Regions from separate parts of the Mus musculus genome. Here all the other regions are linked to region 1. A link is a contact called in public HiChIP or PLAC-seq and promoter capture Hi-C data. All regions are on one chromosome and are shown on one strand. The core of a region is the stretch at or near the end of the contact, and the rest is flanking DNA. Distances in the headings are between cores, read along the strand shown.

Evidence for each region. Promoter capture Hi-C pulls out the DNA fragments that hold promoters and counts their contacts. HiChIP or PLAC-seq counts read pairs in DNA pulled down with a chosen protein or histone mark.
Region 2: an H3K27ac HiChIP or PLAC-seq map of heart atrium shows a contact between it and region 1, with 2.6 times the contacts expected there. The contact joins the enhancer-like site here to the promoter of Fbln5 in region 1. A contact is called at or near these places in 10 of 39 promoter capture datasets (the 3T3-L1 cell line, cranial neural crest, embryonic stem cells and 4 more), 2 of 484 Hi-C or Micro-C datasets (nephron progenitors and spermatogonial stem cells), 1 of 115 datasets of contacts at active chromatin or transcription factors (heart atrium) and 1 of 9 other capture datasets (adipose tissue).
Region 3: a promoter capture Hi-C map of embryonic stem cells shows a contact between it and region 1, with 2.6 times the contacts expected there. The contact joins the promoter of Tc2n here to the promoter of Fbln5 in region 1. A contact is called at or near these places in 9 of 39 promoter capture datasets (cranial neural crest, embryonic stem cells, frontonasal cranial neural crest and 3 more), 5 of 484 Hi-C or Micro-C datasets (brown adipocytes, embryonic stem cells and palatal mesenchyme) and 1 of 9 other capture datasets (adipose tissue).

The regions. Positions count from the first base shown.
Region 1 is chr12:101,817,810-101,821,071 of GRCm38.p6, forward strand. Fbln5 (fibulin 5) reads right to left here and starts at 1,310. Exons shown (of 11, transcript NM_011812.4): 1 at 925-1,310. The coding sequence starts at 941.
Region 2 is chr12:101,739,365-101,742,655 of GRCm38.p6, forward strand. No RefSeq gene overlaps it. Among named protein-coding and RNA genes, the nearest start is that of Tc2n, 22 kb to the left of the region's middle. Within about 2 kb of position 1,412, at least 14 of the 459 cell types and tissues checked have an H3K27ac peak or open chromatin away from gene starts, as enhancers often do. A contact at or near this core is called in adipose tissue, heart atrium and liver, where this site is marked.
Region 3 is chr12:101,716,724-101,720,280 of GRCm38.p6, forward strand. It overlaps Tc2n (tandem C2 domains, nuclear), which reads right to left and starts at 1,800. Exons shown (of 12, transcript NM_001082976.2): 1 at 1,679-1,800.

The sequences.
Region 1 (3,262 bases), core at 60-2,559:
TCATACCAAAATTGAAGTATAATTAATACTGGGGAGGAGAAACTGTCTCAACCCTTTTCTTTTGAATCTGGGTCCACCATCCAAAAGAGGAGGAGGAGGAGGAGGAGGAGGAGGAGGAGGAGGAGGAGGAGGAGGACAGACCCTCCAACTGTCTGTCAGTGACAGACATTGCTGGTCAGAGATGTGGGATGGTAATATTAACTATGGCTTACCATAATGAGGCTCGGTTTGTATTCGCATGCATGCACCCCTCCCACATGCAAACACACACAGAGAAAGTGTGTAGATCTATGCAGGGCAGCTATATTTTCAAGAGACACTGGAGAAAGGGAGAACAGATGTCATCCTTAAACTTCCTCAAGGCTCAAGGATTACTTGACTGGAATTGCAATTTCCGCAAAGAACAGCAAAACATTTGCTTACATGCGTCTCTGTCTGCAGAGTCCACTGTGCATTGGCTCGAAACTTCTAGGTCCCATTCCCTCTGTAAATCACACACATAGAGCAAACGCAGACAGAAGTGTTCGGAGACTTCTGCTTGTCTCACAGCCGTTGCAGCAAAGCAATTGCTGGTGCCGTAGTCAGCAGTCTCCCAAATTTAAAAAACATGTAGTGTGATAGTTTATAAACTGCGCACAACGTTGCTGCCCTTTCCAAAAAGAAAGAGAAATGACCTAGAGAGGTTGTCTGCTGCCTCTCTCGAGATGCTGACTCCTGACGCTGTTAGAAAAATCCCCACTCCCAAACGAAGACTTTGAGATGGGCGCAGCTTTTTGTAATTAACAGGGTCATTGCATCACTAGCTAAAAGTCTTTTCCAGTGCCCTGACACAGGCGGAATCTCAGCCATAGCTATTTTCCACCCATCAGGTCTGGAGTTAGGTTTCTCAAGCCTGGAGACAGTTCCTGGCGCCTTCCAACCTACCTTTTTAATCCTGGCATATCCAAGATGCGCGGGAGGAGAAGCGACGCGAGGAAGGCAGGCTCTGCGGTGGGACTGGGGCGGCTTGGTTCCGGAGGGGCCGAGCGGGCAGCGCGGAGGGCCGGGACAGTGCCGGGTGCTGGGAGCCACTGCAGAGCCCTCGCCGCCGGCACCTGGTTTCGCTTAACCCCCTTCAGTAATTCAGCATTAAGCCAATTGGAGGAGGAATGTTAAAAATGAACACTTCATTTTCTAAGTATGTTAAACAATGCAAATGGGGCCTCGGTCTGGACACAGCTGGTTCAGATTACAGCGCTCACCAACTGGCTAGACTCCTCACAACAATCTTGGGGCGTCTGCCAGGGCCAAGTGCTCGGCGCTGGGAGGGGAGCCCGTCAGAGCGCGGGGCTGGGGGGCGCCCGGCCTCCCCAGGGCGGAGCGGGGCGCGTGCGAGGGGGCGTGTCATCAGGCTCTGTGGCAGCACGAACTTGAACTCACACCAAGGCGGCTTCACGGACGAAAGACGCGTGAGCAATTGGGAACCCGAGGCTTAAATCACGGGCTGGAACAAGCGTGGTACCCCTAAGCTGGGATGTGGGGGTAAGGGCGGACCAGGAAGAGCAAGCAATGGCTGAGAACTCTCCTTGGCCGCCCTCACCTCGTTATCCTTAGCTTGTTGTTGTTGTTGCTGCTGCTGTTGCTGTTTCTGGCCTTCAAAGTAGAAAGGTGATTTGTAAAAGTCAACAGCGAAAAGCCTAAAGAATGGTGGGCTACACTTGGGCCCTGGAAGCCCCGCCCCACTCCCTTTCGTTTCATAGCTCTGGAACCCTCTATCAAGTGCAAAAGTGCCAAAGACACTGCTCTCCAAAAGACACGACGACCAGACTGCTACACCGCAAGACCTTCCTTGCCTGAACCTTCTCTTGGACCCTCAACTGCCCGACCTACAGTTCAGAAAGCAAAGGGGCAGAGTCCCCCCCCCCCCCATATGCCTCTGTACAGTAGAAACTGGTTCAGTTTCCTTGGAGGTGGGAATAAAAGGGGTCGAGTGACTTCCCCACTGCCTCATGGCTCTCAGAGATGCCAGCGAGTCTCTGAAGCCTACATCCTATTCTTTTCTAACACTGTTTTAAGGAAACGGACTCTTACTCTAAAATCTCGTTAGACTGAACTAGAGCAGCCAGACTGCTGTTGATTCCGCTGAAGCTCAGAGGTCAACTGACCTGATTTATTTACTATGGGCGTATGAAATGGCTAAGAATAAACTACATTTAGGTTCATCTCCTTCATGAGATAGTACCTCCCGTCCATTGTTCTAGTAGCTAGGATTATAAAAACCCTTCAAGTCCACCAGTTCTGCACTAAAGGGGCGAAATAAAGAGAATTTCAGATTGGGAAATAAATGAGAGTAACCCATCAAAATAGCTAGACCTCTAAGTGTGCACCCTGGCCTGCTGCTCTGTCTAAAGCTCAAAGTCGGCAGTGACTGGGAGGGAGTACAAAAGAACCTCTCAAGTACCTGATGTAATTTCTGGCCAAGGCACTTCGTACAGTAAGGAACATAGACTTGAGTTTCATGATGTTGTGCTATAACATGTTTTAAAATGCTGAAGAGGCTCCTCACACACTGATATTGCAGGCTTTCTAATATACTTTATAGTTCTAATAGAATCTTGGTAGTCACATAGACCAATTTTATTAGATTAATATAAAAACTATGATTGTAGGGGCTGGAGAGATGGCTAAGAGCATTGGCTGCTCTTGCTGAGGACCTGGGTTCAAATTCCCAGCACCCACAAGGTGGCTCAAACCTGCTGATGACTTCAGTTCTAGGGGACCTGATTCCCTCTTCTGACATACATGCAGGCAAAATACCCATATACATAAAATTAAAACTTCAAAAAAAACCTTTAAAAATAGAAATAAATAAATAAATGTCTAGAACTTTGTAAAAGTACAAGACGTTAAGTGGGTTGAACATCAATCAAACCTTAAGTGTGTTGTACATCAGGTACCCAGGTGGGAAGGACTGGAGGAGCTAAGGGGGATTGCAACCCCATAGGAAGAACAACATCAGCTGGCTGGACCACCCAGTGCTCTCAGGGACTAAACCACCAACCAAGGAGTGTACAGAGAGGGATCCGTGGCTCCAGATACATAGGTAGCGGAGGATTGTCCTATCTGGCATCAATGGGAAGGGAGGTCCTTGTCCTGTGGATGTTTGATGCCCCAGTGTAGGGGGATGCTGGAGGGGTGAGGAGGGAGAGGATGGGGGGAGCACCCTCATAGAGGCAAAGGGAGGGAGAAGAGGGAGGTTGAGGGATGGGGGACTTGTGGAGGG
Region 2 (3,291 bases), core at 162-2,661, 78 kb before region 1:
ACTTTTATTGAATTAAAAAAAAAAGTAAAGACAGAGTTTCAAAATATTCATGTAACCTACTAAGGCTATTTTTCTGAAGCCAGAGTCAAGATACAGAGTTCTCCAAACTGATTAATAACCTTGATTAAATAGAAACCTATTTAAACATGGTATGATTTCAAAACAGAGTCAAGCTTGTATACTCAAAGTTCCTGGTTCAGGCTGGCCAGCAGCTATTCCAGGCTAAAACCAGCAGCTCTCATTTGAAAAAGAAAAAAAAAAACATGGATTTTGCAGGAAGGGAACATCCCAGGGTTAAGGTCAGCTCTGCCATGCAAATGCAGATGATGTTGGGCTTCATTTTCCTTAAGTCTTATTTTTTTTTTTAATTGGAAAGAAAAATATTCCCCCAACAAGTTTTAGAAATAACAATGATTGAGAAAACAAAATGAAAAATATGGTCAAATTTCAATACAAATCTCTCTGCATGTAGACACAGATGAGATCAAATACAGAGAAGACAGTGGAAATAGAACATAAAAGACTCTCATTCAACATTGGGGAAAAAACAAACTAACTGGAAAAGGTTTTAAGGAAGAAAGCTAAAGGGTGGTCTTCTAGAGTGTTCATCCCAGAAAGAGTAACTTCTTAAATTCCTTTAGTACGTAATGCTGCAGCCCTTTAACACAGCTCTCATGTGGTGACCTCTAACCACACAATTATTTTGTTGTTACTTTATAATTGTAACTTTGCTACTGCTATGAATCATAGTGTAAATATTTGATATGCAGGATAGCTGATATGTGACCCCTGTGAAAAGGGCATGACCCACAGATTGATAGCTACTGCGTCAAACTCTTCCTAAGGGCAGCATCTAGAACAGGAAACAGTATAGTCAGCCATGACTGACAGACTGTTTTCTTGACTTCCACTCTGTGTAACTTGAACTCTCTGTAACATTGCCTCTCTGAACAGATGAAAAACAGGAAGTAGAGAATGGTTATATCTGCCACGAGGAGAGAGATGATGTGAACAGTTTTTAAAGCCCTTGTCTGCCTTTGCTATTCTTCACAGAGGACCTTGGTGCAACCTAGCATCCTGGGAGGCTTTGACCTAAATATTAGGTTGCGATCTTGAATCCTTCAGAGTAGAGTTAGATGAATCAGAAGCCTGGAGCCCTCAGAGGAAGGAGAAATGAAGGGGAAAGTTAAATAGGGGAGAGGGAAGGATGGGTAGTGGAAGAGGAAGCCAGTAGAAAACAGGAGTGGAAAGCTAAAATGTCATTGCCCTGCACTCCCAACTCCTCGGGGAAGTTGGCCACACACCCAGATAAGCATGGTGTGTGTTTGTTTTCTGAGGTTGTCATGACAGTGTCACACACTGGGCAGCTCAAAACAACAAAAATGTAATCTCTTACAATGCCGAGGGCTAAACATCCCCCAGTCAATTTGTCTGTATGGCAACAATCCTCTGAAGGCTTGAAAGTTCCTCCCTGCCTCTTCCTAACTCTGATAACTCCCAGAAGTCCCCAATGTTCTTGGCATATAGCTGACACTCCAGCTCTGCCCAGCCTTCATGCTGCCCCTTTCTCTCTAAATCTCTCTGGCTGTCTACTCCTCTTGTAAGGACTTCAGGACTGGGTTAAAGGTTCATCCTATCCCATTAGAAAATTGTCTTCATTTGACCAAGCAAGTGTGCTAACACCCCATTCCACTAGGTTTACACCCCCAGGTTCCAAGTAGACATGAATTATGGAGGACACTATTCATGTTGTCTTTGTAGAAATCAAGCAAGAAGTATCATGTCACATCGGGGTCCACTGGTAAGAATCTCTTAATAGGTGATGGGCTTAAGAACGAAAGGAATTCAAGAAAAGTTGAGGCTTTGGAGTCCAAAAAGGCTACAGAAATCATGGCTGCCCTGCATCTTCTGTGGGGCTTTGGAACTATGAAAGGTCTCCATTTCCACAGGGCATGAGACAAAGAAATCACAGCGACATTCTCTAGATCTTATAGTGGTCAGGTGTCCTTAGCTGACTTTTGAGTTACGAATAACAGAGACATGAAGGAGGGCAAACAGAGAGGTGAAGGAGGGGACAGGATGAAAGGTGTGAGGTAAGCTAGTGAGTTTTTAAAAGGAGACCAAGGACAAAAATAACACACCAGCCCTTTGGGGCATGATTAAGCACCTAGAAGGGTTCAGGTGCTCAATAAAAGTTTGGGAAAGAAAGAAGAGCAGAGAAGTCATGGAGTAGGAGTGGGAAAGAGTTGTGCATTTAGTGTAACCAACAAGTGCTCCAACTGCTCCCAGAGCTACCAATACTTAGGCTGTGGCCATAGTTCTAACAAACATCAGAGCCCAGAGTCCCTTGAGGTTCTCTATGCAACACTAGCATGTGGCTGAAGAGGCAGTCATGACTTCCCACCGAAGCCTTCTGAAACTCTCTGGTTCTGAGTTGCATTGCCATACACTTCCAGCCATTCTATGGCTCAGCTGTCCCTTATCACGCCACTTACTTTACCAAATCCTCATGTAAAGTTACGAAAGGTGACCTCAATTAGATCTCTCCTGGCCTCATCCTACCGAGTGACCACATGACTCTTAGATCCCTTGAAATAAAAGCTAGCAAAGGACGTTAGACTGGAGACATGCTGTAGGCTGGGGATGGACACGAGACCAAAAGCCATATCAAAAGATCCATTGTCCATGTGTCACCGTGTCGTGTGACCTTTGCTGGGGAGAATAAATGCAGTATGTTTCCAGGGGAACATGGCTGAAGAACATTTATTTCCCTGAATTGCAAGCAAATGATGTTTCAGGAAGTTAGGTAGTAGCATGTTTAACGCAATTTTCAGTTTTCATATTTGGCTGCTAATCATTTTTGCCCATTTCAGAATTCATTCTTTTGGGGTGGGGGGATAATAACTAAAATTCCTCATCACTCACTCTGGAAGCCACTGCCTGCTCAACTGTGAGGAAATGAAGAAATTTTACTTCCATAAGTGTATGTGGCTCTGTAGATCAAAGAATTGTCCTGGTGAACTCAGACCATCTCATTTTACATCCCTCCCCCTTCTCATATACTCTCCAACAAATGCATGTTATAAACAGTAAAAATAAATAAATAAATAAAACTAGCCCAAAGTGCAAGGAACTACTCTGGCTGCCATGAGAGAGTCCAGATGTGCAAGCATCATGGGCCTCAGCCTCTCATCTGCATCCAGTTCCCTTCTCAACTGCTGCCACTCATGATTCCAAGCAAGCTGCCCTCCAGTGCACACTGCTGAGTCTTTAACATCTCCACCTGGGGCT
Region 3 (3,557 bases), core at 550-3,049, 100 kb before region 1:
AACTCCTGAACCCAATATACAAGATGCAGTACTAAAATATCATTATTCACAATTTATAAATAGTGCTATTCATTGTGATCAGCTACTTGTTCTCAGTTTCCAAAGTTTGAGAGAAGAAAATGGATTTTAACAAAAAGCTATTCTATGGTCTTTATATTCTTTCCAATTTCACAATAAACTCCCTTCTAATAGCCATTGTTGTCACTGTTCCTAATTTTTCTCAAAATATAGATTCTACACTCACTATTTTCTACTTCTTTATCCTCTATTTACAACTCAAATTAATTCAAGTTTGGCTTCTGCCCTTACTATTTGACTCAAATTACGTATGCTGAAAGCAAAGACCCTCTCCACTAGTTACTAAAGTCAATAGGTACTTTATTTCCTAATCCATTTGACTCATGTCACTTGAACACTTCATTAAAACTCTCCTCTCCTGATTCCTATTTCCACTGTCTTCTAGAATTTCTCTTTTTTCTCAAAGCCTCTTCAGTCTCCTTGGTTGCCTGTACCCATCACTTAAAATATTCATAATTTCTGTGGTCTTTCTCTCTTCTGATTCTGTACCTACTTAAACGGTCTTTTATACCCTTACACAATTTCTGAGTCTAGCTTCAGAAAAACCTATTACCGATAAATCTTGCTGCCAGCTAGACAACACTGCCAGATGTCCTAAAGGAACCTTAACTTGTTTTCTCTCAACCTGAGTTAATTTCTTCATCAATAAGTTCTATTCGTGAATAATTATAATTCAAATGAACCAAAGTTCAAGACCTAGTTAAATTTTTGTGAAGGATAAAAAAGTACTCTCTCCTAGTTATAAGGGCAAAATGTTCACTAGCAATCTGTACTGAAAAACAATTACAAAGGGAATGATAAAAAAACAAATGCCCTCGAATCTCAGACCCAAATACTATTAACTTCCTTCTAGAAATGGTTTTAATCAAGTTGAATATTAAACATGTAGGAAAAAATGGGGGTTGCTGTAGATTCTGTTACGGTAAAAGGGAAGATACAACTCTACCGGTTGCCTACCAAAAAATATTTTAATTACAAAAGCAAAAACTATATGCTCTTCCTTTAAAATATTCTTCCTTTAAAATATCCTTCCTTTAAAATATTCTAAACAAATGTTTGGTTTGGTATCTATCCCACAACTTAACTATTCTATCTCCCTATATTGAAGGAAAATCATAGTAGAGCGTGAGAGAGAAAGAAAAAGCACATATGAGGTAGAAACCATATTGAGAAGTGCAAAAAGAAATGGGAAACTGGCACTTGACACCCTTTCGCAGCTCCAAAGCTTCGCAGGTAAAGTCCCGAGGCTGCTGCCTCGCTCGCCTCTCACAGACCGGAGCGCACCTGAGGCTCGCGAACCCGAGCGGACAGGGGCAGGCTCGGGTCGGCGCCAGGGCGGCCGCGGTCCGGCGTCTCACTGAGGCCACCCGCCCAGCCTCGCGGAGGGAACCGGCCTCCGCACCGCAGGCGTCCGATGGGCTCTCGGGAACAGCCGGCGCACCTACGCCACCGCGAGCCTGGACGGACGGACGGACGCTAAAGAGTCTCAGAGACTGAAAGCACCCGGCTGCGTTGCACCTCGGCCAGAAGCCCGCGGGCAGAGGCCGCTCTCGCACGCGCCCCACAGCCCCCAGAAGCCCGCCCGGAGCGAGAGACACACCTGCGTCGCCGCGGTCTGGCGCTCCTCCCGGCGCCTTCACTCAGGGCTCTCGAGGGGCGGGCGCCCTCGCGGCACCCACCGCCAAGGAGGAGTCCCACCGCTCCGGCTGCCTACCTGTAACTGACACAGCAGCGCTCAGCTCCTCCCAGCACCTCACGCGGCCACGCCCCTTTCCCCGCCCCTCACGGCCCTGTGGGCCCCGGCTCGCTCAGGACCAACAAAACCTCACCACGCCCCTCACCCCGTCAGGTGCCCCTCCTCCACCCCAGAGGTACCGGTCTCCAGGACAGCCCCGGCCCTCCTTGGGGAAGCCGGGTCAACGCTCTTAAGTTGCTACTCCCCCTCCTCTCATGCTTCCCTGCCCTACGGAGAAAACACACAAGCAAGCAAGCAAGCAAGCGCGCACACACACACACACACACACACACACACACACTCATTCACTCACTCACTCACTCACTCACTCACTCACTCACTCACTCACTCAAACAGGTACCCTTCCCCACCACCTCAGAATTCCCGCCTCCCAGGACAGCCCCGCCCCTCCTCGCGTCCGCTCCGCCCCTCAGAGTGGGACTTTCAGCACCTAGAACAATAGTGCTCCAGCTGTCTTGGTTTCTAAGCAGGACCTAGCTTGAAGACCTGGGGCATCCTCACTCCTGAAAGACCAAACCCAACCAGGCAGAACTTGAAGTGTGCTGAGTGAAACAAAAGGAGAAGGAAAGAGGGAAAGCTACTGGCCTGATGAACTCTGAATTTGGCTCCCCTAAAACTCAGTCTTTTTGCTGGAGCTGTCTCTGTACCCTTTTTTCAAAACAGAGAAGTTGGTTTTTTTGTGACTTTTAATGCTTTATAAAACGTTTAATTATAAACTGAAAAGACCTTTCAGTGGTTTTCTTAAAGACAACTGGGATTTGATTCCCAGCGCCCCCGGGGGGGGGGGGGAGGAGACGGGACTCGAAGTTCACAATTATCTATAACTCCAGTTGCAGGGGATCCAGCACCCTCTTCTGGCCTCTGTGAGCAGACTTACACATGAAGGCAAAACACCATGCATGTAAATTAATAACATAAACTAAAATTTTTCAGATTCAGTTCAAGTCTCTTCACTATGGTTGTTTTGTGTCTTCTACTGCCTGTGTCAACTACAAGGCCATGTATCACCCACCCCTTTTTTTTAATTTACATCCCAAATGCTGCTCCCCTTCCCAATCCCTCCCTCATTGAGTCCCTACCCCCATCTCCCCTTCCTTTCTCCTTTAAGAGGATGCTCCCTTTGAGTCTCCCCCACCACCCTGGCACATCAAGTCTCTGCCAGATTAGGAGCATCCTCTCACACTGAGGTCAAACAAGGCATCCTGTCTGCTACATATGGACTTGGAGCCTTGTTCCAGACCTTGTGTGTTCTTTGGTTGGTGGCTCAATCTCTAAGAGCTCCAGGGGTCCAGGTTAGTTGACTCTGTTGGTCATCCTGTGGTGTCCCCTTCCCCTTCAGGGCCTTCAATCCTTCCTAACTCTTCCATAAGTGTTCCCCATCTGCATGCAATATTTGGCTATAGGTATCTGCATCTCTTTTGGTCCATTGCTGGATGAAGCCTGTCCAGTTATACGAGACTCCTGTCATGCCTTTTCATAGGGGTCTCCATTACTTCACTCATGAAATGTTTCTAGTTCCATTCATTTGCCTGCAAAATTCATGACATCGTTGTTTTTTTAATCGCTGAATAGTATTGCATTGTGTAAATGAACCACATTTTCTGTACCCACTCTTCAATTGAAGAACATCTGGGTTATTTCCAGTTTTTGGCTATTACAAATGAAGCTGCTATGAACAGAGTGGAGCTCATGTCCTTATGGTATGGTGGAGCATCTTTTGGGT